Linked DNA regions of Pan troglodytes: region 2 is linked to region 1. The links are chromatin contacts, called in public Hi-C maps. All regions are on one chromosome and are shown on one strand. The core of a region is the stretch at or near the end of the contact, and the rest is flanking DNA. Distances in the headings are between cores, read along the strand shown. Region 1 overlaps SLC1A7 (solute carrier family 1 member 7). Region 2 holds the start of LOC112204401 (translation machinery-associated protein 7-like).

What was found. Hi-C and Micro-C count contacts between places; a contact is called where the count stands out from the background.
Region 2: a Hi-C map of induced pluripotent stem cells shows a contact between it and region 1, with 1.9 times the contacts expected there. The contact joins the promoter of LOC112204401 here to the enhancer-like site in region 1. A contact is called at or near these places in 1 of 7 Hi-C or Micro-C datasets (induced pluripotent stem cells) and 1 of 1 datasets of contacts at active chromatin or transcription factors (stem cell-derived excitatory neurons).

Annotation. Positions count from the first base shown.
Region 1 is chr1:177,871,827-177,876,359 of NHGRI_mPanTro3-v2.0_pri, forward strand. The region is part of intron 2 of SLC1A7 (solute carrier family 1 member 7); the gene reads left to right. Among named protein-coding and RNA genes, the nearest start is that of SLC1A7, 22 kb to the left of the region's middle. Within about 2 kb of position 1,820, at least 4 of the 24 cell types and tissues checked have an H3K27ac peak or open chromatin away from gene starts, as enhancers often do. A contact at or near this core is called in induced pluripotent stem cells, where this site is marked.
Region 2 is chr1:178,075,125-178,079,657 of NHGRI_mPanTro3-v2.0_pri, forward strand. It overlaps LOC112204401 (translation machinery-associated protein 7-like), which reads right to left and starts at 2,422. Exons shown (of 1, transcript XM_054667199.2): 1 at 1,951-2,422. The coding sequence starts at 2,304. The coding sequence ends at 2,113. It overlaps ECHDC2 (enoyl-CoA hydratase domain containing 2), which reads left to right. Exons shown (of 11, transcript XM_016918473.4): 2 at 924-1,152.

The sequences.
Region 1 (4,533 bases), core at 570-3,069:
CTGCCTCAGGCCTCAGGAGGAGTCGGCTTGAGTGTGGGGCTTTGGCAGAGCTGTCTGGGAAGCATGACTTGGAGCTGGCACTAATGGGCATGGCACTGGCTGTCAGCTGTTGGGCCTGCCTTCTGCTCAGGGGAAAAGAAGAGTAAGCCATGATGCTCAGATGGACTGAAGGGACCCCTCTTGCCCGCAGACCCCCGAAGCCTCCTTCCTGCGGCCTGTCTGGTGGACTTCCTGCAGCTGCATCCCAGGGCCAGCTGGGGAGAGCCTCTGTGGCTAGGTCAGCCGAGGCCAGAGCCCAAGGACTTGGCTGCAGGGCTTGGGGCTCCTCACTGTCCCTCAGGTCCTCCCACTGCCAAGAGGTTGTGACTGGATGCTGTCATGCTAGCAGACTAGGGCTTGAACCCACTTATTGTGTGACTTTAGCAAGTTGCTTGCACACCTCCAGTGACTGGGAGGTCACCACTTCTCAAGGTAGTTCCTGCCAGAGCAGGACAGCTCTGCCAGAAAGTTATTCCTGGTGCTGAGCTGAGAGCCCTAGGGCTTTTCCCATCACCCCCAGCATTCCCAGGTCTGCTCCGCTCCGGACCACACAGCACCTGCCCCCCAGCCCCCCAGCTGCTCCCCGCAACCAGGCACGTGCCTCTATCACCTGCTGCCTACCCAGCTGCCCTCTACAGGACACACACACCCCGCCCCGTCCCTTTCTCAATGAGTCAAAGCAGGTCTGCAGCAGCCTCCACCAGCCCCCGGGCTTCTGAAGCCACAGGCGGGGGGCCCACCAGCCCTTTGGCAGCCCCGCGTCCCAGGTGACTCACCAGCTGGCAGCAAACAAAGCCCAAAGTCCCCTCCCCACGTGTGCAGCCACGGCTCAGCCTCCCCCTCCCACCCCGGTGTTTGTGCACTCCAAGCTGTGGAAGCCAAATGCGGCCCAACACATGTCTGTGTTCAGGCTCATTGTGTCAGAATTGGCCCGTGGTCCCAGTCTGCTGGGGTCTGCTTGGATTCCCAACTCCCTCATCCAGCACATTAGCTGTTCCTCCCAGCTTCCTGTCCTCTACAAATCTGCTCCACATGCTGTCGGGGGCCTTGGCCAAGCCATTGATTAAAATGACCAGAAAGGAGAGGGCCGAAAGCAGAGTCCTGAAGCTGATCTCTAGACACCCTCTCTACTGCCCAGGACATTCAGCTCCTTGTCCCTTCACCAAGCCCCCATCTCTTCCCAGATTTCTGGTGCCAACTGTCTCGATGTCACACAGACACACAACACCATGGGCATTCCCCTAAGCCCATCCGGGGACCAAGGCTGGTACTGGTGATCTGTTCTCAGGAAACCTTCAATGGCTGCTCAGTCACCTGGGCACACAAGTCGTCCTTTTCACGTCTGATCTAGAATGTCACCCTGGTTCAGCATCACACACATCAGCAACCCTGCACCCAGGCCTGTGCCAGACCTTGGGTTCTAAGGACCTAGAGCCAAACTAGACTTAGCCTTGCCTTGGAGGAGTTCCAGTCTGCTGGGGCAGGTGGTCACAGACAGACAGTGAAGACAGAGGAAATTATAACAATTGAAATGCAGTGCGTACTTATCACATGCCATGTACCACTCCAACCCAAGATTTGGCCTCACAGCAAACCGGCATCATCCCCACTCATCCTCAGTGGAAACTGAGGCACACCCAGGCCCAGTCACATGCCCAAGGGCTCCCAGTGAGTGAGGGATGCTTACGGGAGCTTCCTCGCCTTGCCTAGGGCCAGGGCGGCCTTCAGAGGGCGGTGGTGCCTGAGTGGAGACTTCAGAGCTGAGCAGCATCCATAGGACAGGAAAGGAGAAGAAGGCGGGGACTGGGCTCCCGGCACTCCGTGACAGCCCGTCCTGTGCCAGGCGCTGGGTCAGGCCCTGGGGATTCGGGTTGAGCCCACTAGCAGGGTGCTCCGTAACAAACTGGGAAGCATAGGGTGCCCTGGGGAAGTGGGTGAGATGGCTGCAGTCAGGGAAGGCTTCCCAGAGGCAGTGATGTCTAAGCTGACCCAGGGTTGGGGACATTGGGCCAGGGTTGGGGAAGGGATGGTAGATGGAGAGTTCCAGGCGGGAGGAACATCCAGTGCAAAGGTACTTCCAGGAGCAGAGTGGACGAGGAGGAGAGCGGCCCAGCCCCAGGGGACCCAGGGCAGGGAAGGAGCTGGGATGGTTGCGGAGGGCAATGGGGAGTCACCCCAAACTGGGGGAGGGGCATCCGGCAGCTGGGCAGCCTGCAGGCTCTCTTGGCTCTCTCTGTAGGGAGGTGCGACTACAACTTCGACTTCGTGGGGGCGTGGTTTCTAATCCCTCACCTTTGTAACCAGCGCTTGGCAAATGGCAGAGCTGCCCCGCACCTCCCAGTGTGAGATGGGGTCAGGAGTCCCACCTCAGGGGTTGGTGCGAGAACCAGGGGAGGGTCAGTCAGCAGCCTTTTTCTCCTTCCACGGGGAGCCTGGCAGTCTTTGCCTCCCTTCCCCCACCCCTGCAAGTGGAGCAATTACCAGATTGAGACAGGCTGGGCCTCCCCACTGCCTCTGCGGGTTAATGTCTCTAATCACTGCAATCTCTTGATCCGCAATCCCTGGGCTCTGAGTGGTGGCCAGATGGCTTAGGAGGGAGTTCCAGCCTCCAGACTCCCAGAGGCTCTTCCCTGGGGCCCTCAAACACCGCAGGTTCTCCCAGGAGCACCCAGCCAAGCGTGGAGTGGGAGAGAGGTGGTTGCCTATTCTCCCCTCACCATAAATCACAGAGCCAGAAGGAATGTTTGAAGTCATCCTCATGGAACCTCCCACTCTATCTGGAAGCCTCCATCTAGCATCTCAACAGGTGGCCATCCAGGATCCACCTGGATGCCTCCAACAATGGGAAGCTCACCACCACAAATCTGAGGCTCATTACCACGGGCAGGCTGTGAACTCCGAGATTGAACTAAAAAGGCTTTACATGGGCTGGATCACATTAAAATCATAGTCAGCTGGGCTGGGTGGCTCACACCTGTAACCCCAGCACTTTGGGAGGTCAAGACAGGAGGATCATTTGGGCTCAGGAGTTCAAGACCAGATTGGGCATCATCAAGATACCCCCATCTCTACTAAAATTTTTTAAAAATTAGCCAGGCATGGTGTTGAATGCCTGTAGTCTCAGCTACTTGGGAGGTTGATGTGGGAGAATCATTTGAGCCTAGGAGGTCAAGGCTGCAGTGAGCCGTGATCGTGCCACTGAGCCCCAGCCTGGGCAACAGAGTGAAACCCTGTCTCAAAGAATTAATAAAAAGTAAAATCATAGCCCAAACCAGACCTTTTCCCCCACCACCAGAGTTATACCAGGTTTGTGCCACAGACAGGCACTGTGGGAGTGGGAACCCCACAAGGTTCTCAATCAGAAATCCCTGTTCCAATATTGACATTATGGTTCACCAACTGGAGGGCCTGGCCAGTTGCCTCCATCTCCCTGTGCTCCATTTTCCCCATCTGTAACTCAGAACTATTGTATTGGGCTGTCCAATACAACAGCCATGAGTCAGAGGAGGCCTCTGAGACCCAAAATGCAGGCAGTGCAACTGAGGAACTGAACTTTTATTTAATTTAATTTAAAATTTAAAACCTGAAGCAATATAAATTTTTTTTTGAAACGGAGTTTCACTCTTGTTGCTCAGGCTGGAGTGCAATGGCGTGGCCTCGGCTCACTGCAACCTCTGCCTCCCGGGTTCAAGCGATTCTCCTGCCTCAGCCTCCCAAGAAGCTAGGATTACAGGCATGCACCACCACACCTGGCTAATTTTGTATTTTTAGTAGAGATGGGGCTTCACCGTGTTGGTCAGGCTGGTCTTGAACTTCCTGACCTCAGGTGATCCACCTGTCTCAGCCTCCCAAAGTGCTGGGATTATAGGCATGAGCCACCGTGCCTGGCCTAAAAATTTTTATATTGATGACATATTGAAATGATAATATTTGGGATAAACTAGGTTAAATACAGTATTAAACTTAATTTCACCAAAAAACTAATTTCACCTGTTTCTTTTTACTTTTTAATGTGACTACTAGAAAATGCTAAATTACAAATGTGGCTCACAGTGGAACTCCACAGTGCTTCACTCAGAAGGTTAAGGATCCAGTGGGCTGGGTGTTCAGGTGTCTGGGGAACAGTAAAGTCCCAGAGAGATGATGGCTTCTGAGGCTGCTGGGTCCTCCAGGAGGTGTCATCTCCATCACACAAGAAGACGGGCTGAATCTAGAAAGAATAGAGAATGTGAAGGACTATTCGAAACAAAACAAAAATTACTTATAACACCCAAAGATAATAATTACATTTCCTATAGAGTTTGCTTGTTTCCGTGCCTGTCCACACGACCTGGTCTCCCACCACCACTGGACACCAGCTGCAAGTTCTCAGAAAAGTCACCTTTAACAGCTTGACCCTGAAGCCTGGGACCTTGAGGAGCCTCAGCAGGGAGGAATCCCTCAAAAAGCCAAAGGGCAGGGCCTTACACCTCCTTTCTGTGCCTGTGAGCTCTG
Region 2 (4,533 bases), core at 1,172-3,671, 200 kb after region 1:
AACAATGCTGCAATGTACAGCCATGAACACATGTCATTTCACAGCTGTGTGGATTTATCTGTAGGTTAAATTTCTAAAATTGGAATTTCTGGGGCAATGAGCTTGTGCATTTATAATTTTGATATAAATTAGCAGTTGCTTTTCATTTAAAGACATTCACATCAGCAATGTGAGTGTGCTTTGTATATACTGTGTTTAAGAGAATAATTTTTTTGGGGGGGGACGCAGTTTCGCTCATTGCCCAGCCTGGAGTGCAGTGGCGCGATCTCGGCTCACTGAACCTGTGCCTTCCGAGTTCAAGTGATTCTCCTGCCTCAGCCTCCCAAGTAGCTGGGATTACAGGCGCCCGCCACCACGCCCAGCTAATTTTTTTGAATGTTTAACAGAGACAGGGGTTCGTCATGGTGAAACCCTGCCTCTACTAAAAATACAAAAAAAAATTAGTTGGGCGTGGTGGCGCGTCCCTGTAATCCCAGCTACTCGGGAGGTTGAGGCAGGAGAATCGCTTGAACCCGGAGGCGGAGGTTACAGTGAGGCAAGATCAAGGCACTGCACTTCAACCTGGGCGACACAGCGAGACTCCGTCTCAAAAAAAAAAAAAAAAAAAAGTGAGGCGCAAATGGGAGGTGAAGCAGTGAGGTTCGCAAGTGTAGACACGCTCAAGGGACTCATTAAATGTCATTTCATTTAAAAAATTAAATTGAGCATATGTGCAAGCAAGGTTCACACACCCCATTTAATCTTCACACCACCACGGGGTAGTCACTATTATCCCCATTTTACAGGATTAAAACACTGACGCTGGGAGGTTGACAGGGTTACCCCAAATCACACAGAGGAGCTGGGCTTCCCCCGACCTCCTCCGCTCAAGTCTCCCTGTCCCCGGGAGGTGCGGAAGGAGGCAACAGACGCTTGGCCCATAGGTGGAGCAATTGGCGAAGGCTTCGCCCGACGCCGGAACTGCGAGCTCTCAGCGGGAGCCGAGACGGTGCAGGGCCGGAGAAGCACCTTCACTCCCAGCCTGCGCCCCGATGCTGCGCGTTCTGTGCCTCCTGCGCCCCTGGAGGCCCCTTCGGGCCCGCGGCTGCGCTTCCGACGGGGCGGCCGGGGGCTCAGAGATCCAAGTGCGCGCCCTGGCGGGTCCGGACCAAGGTAAATGTGCAGTTTCGGGGCGGCGCATGACGCGACTGGGACTAGGCCGGAGGCAGCGGGGGGCCGGCAGGTGGGCCGCTCAGTGCGTTGAAGGATTCGATCCCCAGTCCCTCCCTCCCAGTTCTAGGCGCCCCAAACCGCTCCAGGCCCGAGAGGTGGGCGGCAGCCTTAGTGGCTCCCGACTCTAGCTGGGGGCGGGGGGCCTCTGGCAACCTCGGTCTCTTCAAAGGCCCTTTGGGGTCTTCCGACTGTGTGGAAGGGGGAGCGGGGTCCGCACGGGTAGGACTGGGCCCCGCGGCCCCCAGGCCAGGAGCGTTCAAGTGCGCGTTCCCCTCCCCCGCCAAGGGTCCTGGCCCGGTTCGGGGGCGGAGGCAGCGGAGCCAGTCCCAGTGCCCAGTGCGGCAGCGGGCAGAGTGAGGAGGGTGCCTCTCCAGCCGCGCGCCCAGCCCTGGGCCGCTAGCGAACCTTTGCGTCCTTCTGGCTCCAGGGAAAAGTTCGCTGTTTCTCCGCCTTTTGGCCAAGATCAAGGATAGTATGGAGCGGGGACGAGGGGTGGGGGGCAAAGTTCGCGGGTCACTGGCAGAAAACGCCTCTGATCGCGTGTTGCGTTTTTGTTGTTGTTGTTGTTTGAACTTCTGGAGCATTCAGTGGTGCTGATAACGCTCCTCAGTCCTCTGCTGGTAACCATCAGGGCTAGGCGCTTCTCCTGCCTTGGGTCTCCTCCCCGCATCTCATCCCCTGTCTCCTGCATTTGATACACAGATGGCATTGTACTGTACATTTCGTTGTATTGCTTCCTTTTTTTTTTTTTTTAACAAAAGTTTATTCTTAAATGTACAACAGCTCCAAGACAACACTTAATTCCAGCCATAGGTGGCAAAAGATGTTATGGCAGGGAATAGAGAGGTTTAAATACTGATGAAATAAAGGGTCACCATCTCCTTAGGCACAGGGAACACCTTACTTTTTGCCAGATTTCTTAATTCCACTTGTGGCCAAGGGCCCCTTCCCCGTGGCCTTCCATTTTAGCTCCTCTAGTTTCTTCTGCTCCTCTTTTTGTTTCTGCTTGAAAGCCTTATCTTCCTCGTCCATCTCCTTGGCCTGCTTCTTGGGCCGTTTCAGTGGCTTCTTGCCACCTTCGTGGCCAGACATGGCGCCTGCCGCCCCTTCCCCAGCAGTATTGCTTCCTTTTTACTGGCTTGACACCAAGTTTGAAGGGGGGCTTTGCCATAAAATCCAGTTCCTTGCTCCCTGCTGTTGCCCACTGTTCCCAAGTGTGCATCTACCACCTTCAGTGGACACGGACAGGCCACCTAGAGTCCCACTGCACCACTTGGTGAGAATTTCCTTGAACAGTTAATATTGCTGAACCTTATACCCCCAATCTCATGCTTAGTTCACTACCCAACTGGCAACAGCTCTTAAGACAGTCAAGATTATTCTCCCCACTTTACAGATTAAAAAACTGAGGCACAGAAGGTTAAGTTATTTGAACCAGGTCTGATTTCAAAGCCTGTGTTCTCAACCATTAGGTAATCACTGGCTCTTCTAGTAATTCAGTGACTCAAAATACAGACTTGTACATCTGTAAACACATAATTATCATGGGTTAAAGACCTTTAGGCTCACTTGCAAATATCGGGAATCATTTTATCCAAAAAATAATGACAAGGATCAGCAGATTAAGCCTCTGCCCCTGCCAGAGGGCTCAAAGGGCAGGAAAAGGCAGTGAGAGAAGGAGAGACAGAAACCAAGATGACAGTGCAGAGGAGGCATGGGGATGAGATCACACACGGAGCCCTCACAGGGAATGAGTTGGGGTCATTTGATGTTCATATAAGAAGCTGCAGGTTCCGCCTTCCACTGGGGCTGATGGCACAAGAGCACTGTTACATTTTACCTGCTGCCTTTGAGCTTGAGGTTGGGTGGTAAACCCCTCTTCACTGTTCTTAGCGGCTTTATTTCTCATAGAGTCATGTGTTGCTTAACAACGGGGCTACATTCTGAGAAATGCATCATTAGGTGATTGTGGTCATTGTGGGAGCATCACAGAGTGCACCTACACAGTCCTAGATGGGGTAGCCTACCGCACACCAAGGCTACATGGTGTATAGCCTGTTGCTCCTAGAATACAAACCTGGACAGCATGGTACTGGGCTGAATACTGTAGGCAACTGTAACACAATGGTAAATGTGTATCTGAACATAGAAAAGGCACAGTAAAAATACAGTCTAAAAGATTTTTTAAATAGTGCACCTGTACTGGGCAGTTACCATAAATGAAGCTTGCAGGACTGGAAGCTGCACTGGGTGAGTCAGCGAGTGAATGGTGAGTGAATGTGAAGGCCTAGGACAGCAGGGACTGGTTTGGCACCAGGGACTATTTTCATGAAAGACAGTTTTTCCATGGACTTGCGGGCGGACAGATGGTTTGGGGATGAAACTGTTCCACCTCAGATCATCAGGCATTAGATTCTCATAAGGAGCTCACAACAACCTAGAGTCCTCACATGCACAGTTCACAATAGGGTTCGCACTCCTATGAGATTCTAATGCCACCGCTGATCTGATAGGAGGTGGAACTCAGGTGGTAATTCAAGCCATGGGGAGCTGCTGTAAATACAGATGAAGCTGCTCATCTCCTGTTGTGTGGCCCAGTTCCTAGCAGGCCACAGACTGGGATGGGTCCACAGCCCGGGGGTTGGGGACCCCTGGCCTAGGACATTACTGTACACTACTATAGACTCTGTAACACTGTACACCTAGGCTACACTAAATTTGCTTTACAAATGTTTCTTTCTTCAATGATAAATTAACCTTAGCTTACTCTGTTTTTATTTTATAAACTTTTTAATTTTTTCAACTTTTGACTCTTCTGTAGTAACACTTAGCTTAAAACACAAACACATTGTACGGCTGTACAAAAAATGTTTTCTTCTTTAGATCCTTATTTTATAAGCTTTTAAAAATTTTAATTCTTAAACTTTTTTTATTAAAAACAAAGACACAAGCACACACACGAGCCTAGACCTATCACTGTCTTCCACCTCCACATCTTGTCCCACTGGAAGGTCTTCAGGGGCGATAACGTGCATGGAGCTGCCATCTCCTATGATAACAATCGGGAATACCTACTGAAGGACCTGCCTGAGGCTGTGTTACACTGAACTTTTTTCTTTTTTTTTTTTAATAAGTAGGAGTACACATGGCCCAGGCCAGGTACAGTGACTCACCTGGCTCACTCTTGTAATCCCAGCACTTTGAGAGGGTGAGGCAGGCAGATTGCTTGAGCCCAGGAGTTTGAGACCAGCCTGGGAAACATGGTGAAACCCCTTCTCTACAAAAAAATACAAAAATTATCCAGGCATGGTTGTGCATACC